2 separate regions of the Mus musculus genome follow, and region 1 is linked to region 2. A link is a contact called in public Hi-C data. All regions are on one chromosome and are shown on one strand. The core of a region is the stretch at or near the end of the contact, and the rest is flanking DNA. Distances in the headings are between cores, read along the strand shown.

Region 1 (3,831 bases), core at 697-3,196, 100 kb before region 2:
AGAGTTTCTGTATGTAATAGAGCCCCTAGCTGTTCTAGACATGTTTGTTAACCAGGCCGGCCTTGAACTCACAGAGATCCACCTACCTCTGTCTCTGCCTGTGGCACCACCACACCTGGCTCCAGATGTTATCCTTTTTGATTGCATAAGGAAATACATGCAGCTTCTTTTATTCCATAGATGCTGACATGTAGTTGCTTCTTAATAAATACATGTTACTTCCATTTTTTTCTATCCTGATAATAATATGATAGGTATTGTTAGTCCACCCTGTGTGTCCTTTTGCTTGGGCTGACTACTTTGAAACTTCACTCAGTCATGCCCTCGTTCCTGAACACATGTGTGTGCACACTCGAGTGCAACACACACACACACACACACACACACACACACACACAAACATGTACGCACACACAGGTACGCACACACTCGCATATGGTCTCACTCTAGGCAAGCCTGCTTCTGCCCTGCCTCACAGGCAGTCCGCTTGTGGTCTACAGTCCTTATCCGAGCAAGCTGCCCCCATCCTGGCAGCAAGCTGTGCATATCAGTGTGCATTAGCTGGGCTCCACAGAGATCATCCTGCTTCGAATCTGTCTAAGTTCTGCCACTTTGTAGAAAGATGCTCAGTTCCTCAAAGGGAGAAGTTTCCTTTGACCCTTAGAACTCCATCACTGGATCAGTGTCCACTTTCTAGATCAGTCATCAGAGATTCTTAAGTTACTGTTTGCGCATTTAACTCCAGACATCTCTCTCATTCTCATCTGTGCCTTTTTTTTTTTTTAAACCAGAGATCATGTTTCCCTTGAGATGTGGTCTACAGATCACAAAAGAAAGGGATCTGAGGCTTGGTTTAGAAGATAGAGCTGCCTCTTTCTAAAACCAGGTCCCATGTATTGGTGCTGGTAAATCCAAAGCCATGTGGAGACAACTGGGCAGGTTTGTGATTGTAAGCAGTGCTCCCTCCCTCCCCCAGCTTGTCCTTGGATAAAGATTTTCTCTTATTCTGAGTATAGTTTTGTTTCATCAATCCTGATGTGGGATTATAATGTCATTGGTCCCTATTGTGTGGTTTAGCCTTTTAAACACTGAAGTAAGATGGCACATTTCCTAGGTTCCTCTGTTTGCATTGCTAAACCAATGATGGATAATAAGACTTTACTTCCCATCTTGTTTGAACACTGGGACACTTTTAATACTTTGGTCTTTCAAGATCACAATACCAGCTTTTTACTTATTTACCGTATTAAATGCTTTATTCACGTATGTACTCTCACACTCTCATGCCATGGCACCTTGTGAGGTCCGAGGATGGACGTGTGGGCATGATTTATTTTTACCACGTGGGTTTCTGGGATTGAGCTTGGGCTGTCAGACTTGGCTGCAAGTTTCTTTGTCCATGGGAAAATCTCCCCATTGAGCCCCAGCTCCCCAGCTCCATAAACACCAGTTTCCTGTTCAGGTTTCATTTTTTAAAGTCAATGAAGTTCTTTTCACTCTAAATTAAGATACAATTGCTGTCTCGTCTAACTTGAATCTAAAGATATGCCGTAGTGCTGTTGCTTGTTGGTCTGAGAAAGGGTCTCATGTAGAACTGGCCAGACTCCAGTACGCCATGGATTCATAGCGAACCTTGGGTTCCTGATTCTGTTTCCTCCACCTCCCAAGTACTGGAATGACAGGCATGGCCACATGCAGCTGAAGATAGACTTTAAAATACATTTTCACACAGAATCAATTTTTATTGAAGTCGCTCCAGCTCGGATCAGACAATGCAGTGAATGGATCTACCTGGCATTAAAACTGCACATCCCCCGTTTAGTCAAAAGACAGCCTTCCTTCTCCTGCCTCCTGTGATAATATCAGCCTGGGCTGTCAGTGTTTTCCGACTTCTCCGAGGCTGCTCCCTCAGATAAGCAGTTTCCCTTTAGGACCCTGTCAGCTGACCACCGCGTGCATGCCGCTTTATTTTGTTTCTCATTTGTTTCTGTAAAGCCCATCTGTTCCTGAGCTGTCTCTGGTTATTGATTTGACCTTTTCTTTTATTGAGTGCTTGTAATAAATCCTGAAAGCCACTTACGGCAGGATTTTTTTTTTTTCATACTGTTTTTTTTTTTTTTTTTTCCTCGTCTAATTCTGACGAGCAGGATTCCAAAAGAGGATTTGGAATTGCCGTGTCGGGAGGCAGAGACAACCCCCACTTTGAAAATGGGGAGACGTCAATCGTCATCTCAGATGTGCTCCCAGGTGGACCCGCTGATGGCTTGCTTCAGTAAGTTCCCTCCCTCCCCGCCCCCTGGCAGCCCTGCGCACTGACACTTGATAGGGGCGTTCTGGATGTCTGTGCTTACTTAGTCTGAACTGAGAATCAGGGTCATGGCTAATGCATTCTGCTTTAACAATCACTAGCCATAAAGATATGCCATAGGGCTGTGGCTTGCTTGTGTGAGAAAGGGTCTCACGTAGACCTGGCCAGACTCCGATACACCATGGGCTCATGGAGAGGAACTTAGGGGAACATCCAGACTTAGAGGGAAGAGGAGCATCCTGTGCGTGGAACCTCCCACCTCCCATAGGAGGCTAGAATGATCACTTGTGAGCTATGGAACCTTGTAAATGTTCTGTTGCCCCTGTGCCCGCCTCTCCCTCTCTCCCTTAACTTTGTTGACATTGTCTGTAGCCCCGGCTGGTCTCCCAACTCCCTACACTAGATGACTTTGCATTCTAGTTCTTTGTCCTCTGTTTCCTATGTGCTGGGTTTACAGATCTACAGCACCAGACACAGTTTATGCAGTGTAGGGAGTGACTCAGGACTTCATGCGTGCTAGAGAAGCATACCGACTTAGCTACATCCTCAGCCGGTGGGAACCATTTCTGAATGTGTAGCTTATATCACCGTGACAAAACACCCGAGGAAATAATTTCAGAGAGGCACTTACTTATTTGGGCTCCCCTCTCAGAGGGTTTAGCCTGTTGTGGTAAATGTGGGAAATGTGCTAGGACGGAGCAGTTAACAACATGGTGGCTGGGCAGCAGAGAGCAGGAAAGACGGAGGCAATACCTGCCCTTTCTGTCTTTCTCCTTTATTTCCTCAAGCACATAGGATGGGATCACCCACATTCAGGGCGGGTCTAGCACCCCTTAATTCTCTTGAAAACATCTCCCCACACTGAGAGAGGGCTTTACTAACCTTCTGGGTGCTTTTCAATCCAACCTACATTGTTTTAGGATTTAATGAAGATGGTTAGGGAAGTACCTCAGTAGTAGAGTGCGTAGCATATATTAAGTAAGGCCTTGGGTTAATCGTTAGCAGAACCCCCCCGCCCCCCAAATAAAAACCTAACGAATATCTCCCCCAACAGATTCTTTTTTTTTAAGATTTATTTCTTTATTATATGTAAGTACACTGTAGCTGTTTTCAGACACTCCAGAAGAGGGAGTCAGATTTGTTATGAGGGTGGTTGTGAGCCACCGTGTGGTTGCTGGGATTTGAACTCAGGACCTTCGGACCTCAGTGTTCTTAACCGCCGAGCCATCTCTCCAGCCCCTCTCCCCCCAACAGATTCTAATAGGAAGATTCACGATAGTTAAACCCAAGTTATCCAACTGTCAGCCTTCTGTTCTGAAGAGATAACCCACTTTAAAAGATGGGTTCTGAATCCTATCAGGAAAGAATTTAAAGGTAACTCTGTGGCTATATCAGCCAGATCATGAAAAAGTTGTATCTGTGTGAGATTTAAAATCTGTGTTCCTATCCTGTTAGTTGGTAGTCCTATCAAAGTTAGTCTTTTATTCAGAGTAATATAAAATTTTAAGCTAACATTGAATGAG
Region 2 (4,182 bases), core at 613-3,112:
AAAACAGGAACAAGACATTCACAGCCGTATACAGGTCGATAACAACAAAAGAGTTGGGGTGGGGGAGAGAAACAGAACAATAAGTTCCCTTAAGTAGGAGTTTCCAGGGAGGTCCTGTGACCTTCTAATGTGTAGATCTGGTAGATTAAGACCCCCTATGGATTTTTACTTGTCTTTGCTACTTTGTGTTTCTACATAGAGATAACACCTAAAAGCTTTGGGCATTTGAAGTCTTTTAGGAAGATCCTTAAGTATAAAAATACGGAGAAGCAGAAAGACCCTAAGTGTAACCATATAGATTATCAGAGTAACCCTTGCTGTGTAATTAGCACTGGCATTGAAAAGTAGATTGTCACCCACACCTCCCCCAACCTCATCCTACTCATAAATATCCCCAAGGGAAAGCGGGTATCCTGACTTCTAATGCAAACATTCTTAGACACAAGGAATGCATTTTTAATGGCATGGTTCAGGTGTCAGGCTCTGGCCAATAGAATAAATAGATTTATTTAGCTGAGAGAATGTCTGAACACTCAAGTAGACACACTGTATTGCAGGGTGTCATCCAGCCTTAAGAATTAAATACTTTTAAGCTTGTGTTTAAAATAAAAGTTATAATCACAGCACTGAAGGGATGAAACTCGTCTTCACCTGCAATTTAAGAGCATCTATTGTAGGTTTTGTTCTTAAGTACACGGGACATCAGATTTTCAGTGTTCATTTAAAAACAAAACAAAAGCCAAACTACACCCTGCCCCCAACCTTGACATTTATTCCTGGGAGCAGTCAGAAAAGAAGTCACAGGTACTATTAAACATGGTGGTTTAATGATTTTAAAAGTGTGTATGTAAACACCCGCACATGTCTAATACATCACATTGTGGGACATAATGTTCAGCATCAATACAGCCTTCGCAAGCAGAACACACGGCCAAACCTGCTTTTCTCTTTTTACTCAACAGGAGGGCATTAGATTCCTTCACCTTTCCAATAAGCCAAGCTTTCAAGGGCTACAACTGGCTGCAAACCGACACTGCTCTTGTCCTTACCTGGAAAAGAAGTTCATGATCACCCTCTTACCTATGATACATGAGCCGTCTAGACATTCTATTAGGGGAAACTTTTGTGCAAAGGCGAATAATTGCTTTTTTTCCCCTCAAAGTTCGATACATATATTATAAATTACCAAGGCAGATTAAGATTTCATTAGACCATTTCCTGCGAAGTTTGGGAGCCTGTGTTCTATCATGTGATGCCAATTAGCTCCCGGTCAAAGCTAAAAGGATGGAGCTTGTGACCCCTGCCAACTGCACAGGGCCGCCCTGGGCTCTTCCATTGTGATTGCTGACTAGTGTCTCCCAAGGTAACCTGGCCTGGCCACTATTGTTCCCACTCTGGTGCTGGGAAAGCACTCTGTTCCCTCCCGGCAGAGCTGCACCGACAGAGCCGGGAACTCTCCATAGAAGCCATAGATGCAGATTGCATTCCCGGGCGGTAACGTCCAGTGAGTGTCCTCTTTCCGGGCTAGGACCTTTTCCCGTCGGGTCGCCCACAGCCCCTCCTCCGGGCGTGGTGGAGGAGGAGAACCACAAGGGACTCCTTTCCTATTTAAAGGTTGCCAGCTCAAGGGACCTGGGTCCACCACGGGTCCCTTGGCGCCGCGGTTGCAGACAGACTCTGACAACGGTTGAGCCGCTAGCTGCATGGTTCCCGCCGTCCCTGGACACTTTTCCCGGTGACCCCAAGGCAACGGCGCACTTGTCACCGTGGGTGACCGAGAGGGGACGGCGGGGGGCGGGCCCCGCGGGGCACGTGGGCGCGGCCGGCGCTGGCCGCGGCAGCAAGTGGTTGGGCCGTGCGCAGTCCGTCCTGCGCGGCGCCGGCGCGGGTGCCCGGTGCGCGGCGCCCTCCGCTCGGCTGCGCCGCCCGCCCGCCGCGCGCCCATGTCTCTGCCGGTGGTGCTCCCGGGCTCCTGCTGCCCGGTGGCGGGGCTGTCGGGCGGACCTCAGGCCGGGGGTCCTGGCGCCGCCACCGCCGCCGCCGCTCAGGAGCCGCCGCTGCCCCCGCTGCGGCCGCGCTGGCCCCGGGGTGCTCTGCAGCCTCCAGCCCGGCCCCGCTGCGCCCCCGCCGCCGTGCTGGCCCCGCCGCCGGCGCTCGCGTCCCGCCGCCCCGCCGCGCCAGGCTCCGCGCTGCTGCCCGCGCGCCCGCTGCTGTCGCTCGGGCTCCTGCAGCTGATCCTGGGCTGCTGCATGGTGGCGCTCAGCTTCGGGGCGCTGTCGCTGAGCAGCTCGCCGCAGGTGAAGAACTCGTGCCCATTCTGGGCTGGCTCCTCGGTGAGTACCGAGAGTACCTCTCTGCGGGGCCCACCCTCGCGGCAGTGTGTTGTGGACGGTCCCTTCCATTGTTTTTGTTTGACCTCTATTGGGGGAGCGGGGACCCTAAAGCCACCTGAAGTGTAGGCGACAATAAGTGGGGGTGGGGTGTGGGAGGTTAGTGTCGGGAGACAGTCAAGTTGAAGGGAGAATTGGATTGCACCTGGCCAGTGTCTGTCCCTTACACGTTAAGGATTTTGTTTCCGTCAAGTTAACATTAAGCACGGTATCAAGCTCCTGAGAGACTCACATGAGGATGGGCGAAAAAGAATTTGAAACTTTTTGTGGCCACTGAATACTGCATTGGCAAAGCAAACTCCGGGAGGACAGGGGTTTTGATAGGTTTTCCTCACTGACACATCAACAGTACCCGTACAGGGTGGGGTACTTCTGGAATGGACAGAGTGACAGAGTGAAGGGGGGAGGGTTGGTTGACTTGTTTTTATTCTTCATTAAGACAAGGATAAATGAAAGATTATCTGGAGTTGGATGACTGAACCCTGAGGAGCTCCGAGGTAATAGGAGGTTGCCTGTGACTGATGACTTATACCTGGTCATTAAAGAAGGGCTCAGACCCTGGGTGGGTTCCTGGAGTCACCAAAGCTGCTCTGCAGAAGTGGATGCTCAAGAAACAGAACCTGTCATTACGGATGCACACCCCAGAACTCCAGAAGTTGGCGCAGCTAGCTGGGGATGTCTGTCCTACCCTGGCGCCTGGCCCCGCCTCCTTGGCCAATGGGGCATAGGGAAGCCCGGCCTCTGAGAAAAGTGGTTGCCAGTGAGCAAGCATTTGTAGACTGGATGGATGGCTACTCATCCCTGCCTCCGAACGGTGTCACAACTTTTAAGGCATCCATAACCCCTTGAGGTTTGCCAGGGGCCTGGAGACTTGGAAGCAGGTCCTTGTGCAAGGACTGTGGAGGATGAGAACGGCAAATGACCTTTCTATAAAAGCCCTACAGTGTCTATAGCTTTTTCTATGATCTTCAGTGAGCCCACAGTTTGTGCTCTACTGGTTAAAACATACCCAGAGTCAAGACCAATTTTTTTTTTTATTAAAGTACGAGAACATATTGAACCTAGTGTAATTGTTCAAGTGGGAACATTAAGAACATAACGTTTTTCTGGCCTAACCCAGAATTTTGTAGTACCTGGTATCAATCTCTACTTCCTCTAAAGACCTTTGCTAAATGGTTCTGTTGGGACCTCAATCCTATTGTGCTATAGAAAGTGAAGTCCAGAACTTAAGTATTAGGTAAAGAGAGTTCCACTCTATTGTTCTGACCCTGAACTCTGCTGCTATCTTTGTGAGCATTCTGGAATACTCTGAAGTGTAGGGTGTCGATTGAGAATAGTGCCTCCCCTGCCTCCTGCCAGGCTTGTCATTCAAATGGCTGCTGCATTTCTTAAGTACCCCGGGTTAGAATCTTGTTTGTATTTTATGGATTTACTTTTTGTAAAATCATAATCCATGTTCTCTCAAGATAGCTAGTTTATTAAAAAAAAATGTTTGTGGGAGGTGCTAGGGAGATGACCCACTCAGTAAAATGTGTGCTGTGTAAATGTGGGGGCCTGGGTGTGGATCCCTGGAACCCACCCAAACAGCTGGGTTTGGGGAGAGGGGTGCCTGGACCCCAGTGCCTGGGGTGGGGTCGGAAGAAGATGGATGCAGTGGATCTTTGAAGTTCATTGGCTAGTCAGGCTAACCAAACGGATAAGACACCCAGTCTCTAAAAATAAGATAAGGTGGAGAGCGTACCCAGTGTCGTTCTCTGCCACCACATACATACAGACATACTAAAAACTATTC

What was found. Hi-C and Micro-C count contacts between places; a contact is called where the count stands out from the background.
Region 1: a Hi-C map of uterus shows a contact between it and region 2. A contact is called at or near these places in 1 of 39 promoter capture datasets (the 3T3-L1 cell line), 2 of 484 Hi-C or Micro-C datasets (nephron progenitors and uterus), 4 of 130 datasets of targeted methods (cardiomyocytes, embryonic fibroblasts, extraembryonic endoderm stem cells and 1 more) and 2 of 9 other capture datasets (adipose tissue and pancreatic islet).

Annotation. Positions count from the first base shown.
Region 1 is chr19:24,133,291-24,137,121 of GRCm38.p6, reverse strand. It overlaps Tjp2 (tight junction protein 2), which reads left to right. Exons shown (of 24, transcript NM_001376368.1): 4 at 2,148-2,272. Among named protein-coding and RNA genes, the nearest start is that of Gm41824, 54 kb to the right of the region's middle.
Region 2 is chr19:24,028,699-24,032,880 of GRCm38.p6, reverse strand. Fam189a2 (family with sequence similarity 189, member A2) reads left to right here and starts at 1,862. Exons shown (of 11, transcript NM_001114174.1): 1 at 1,862-2,333. The coding sequence starts at 1,944.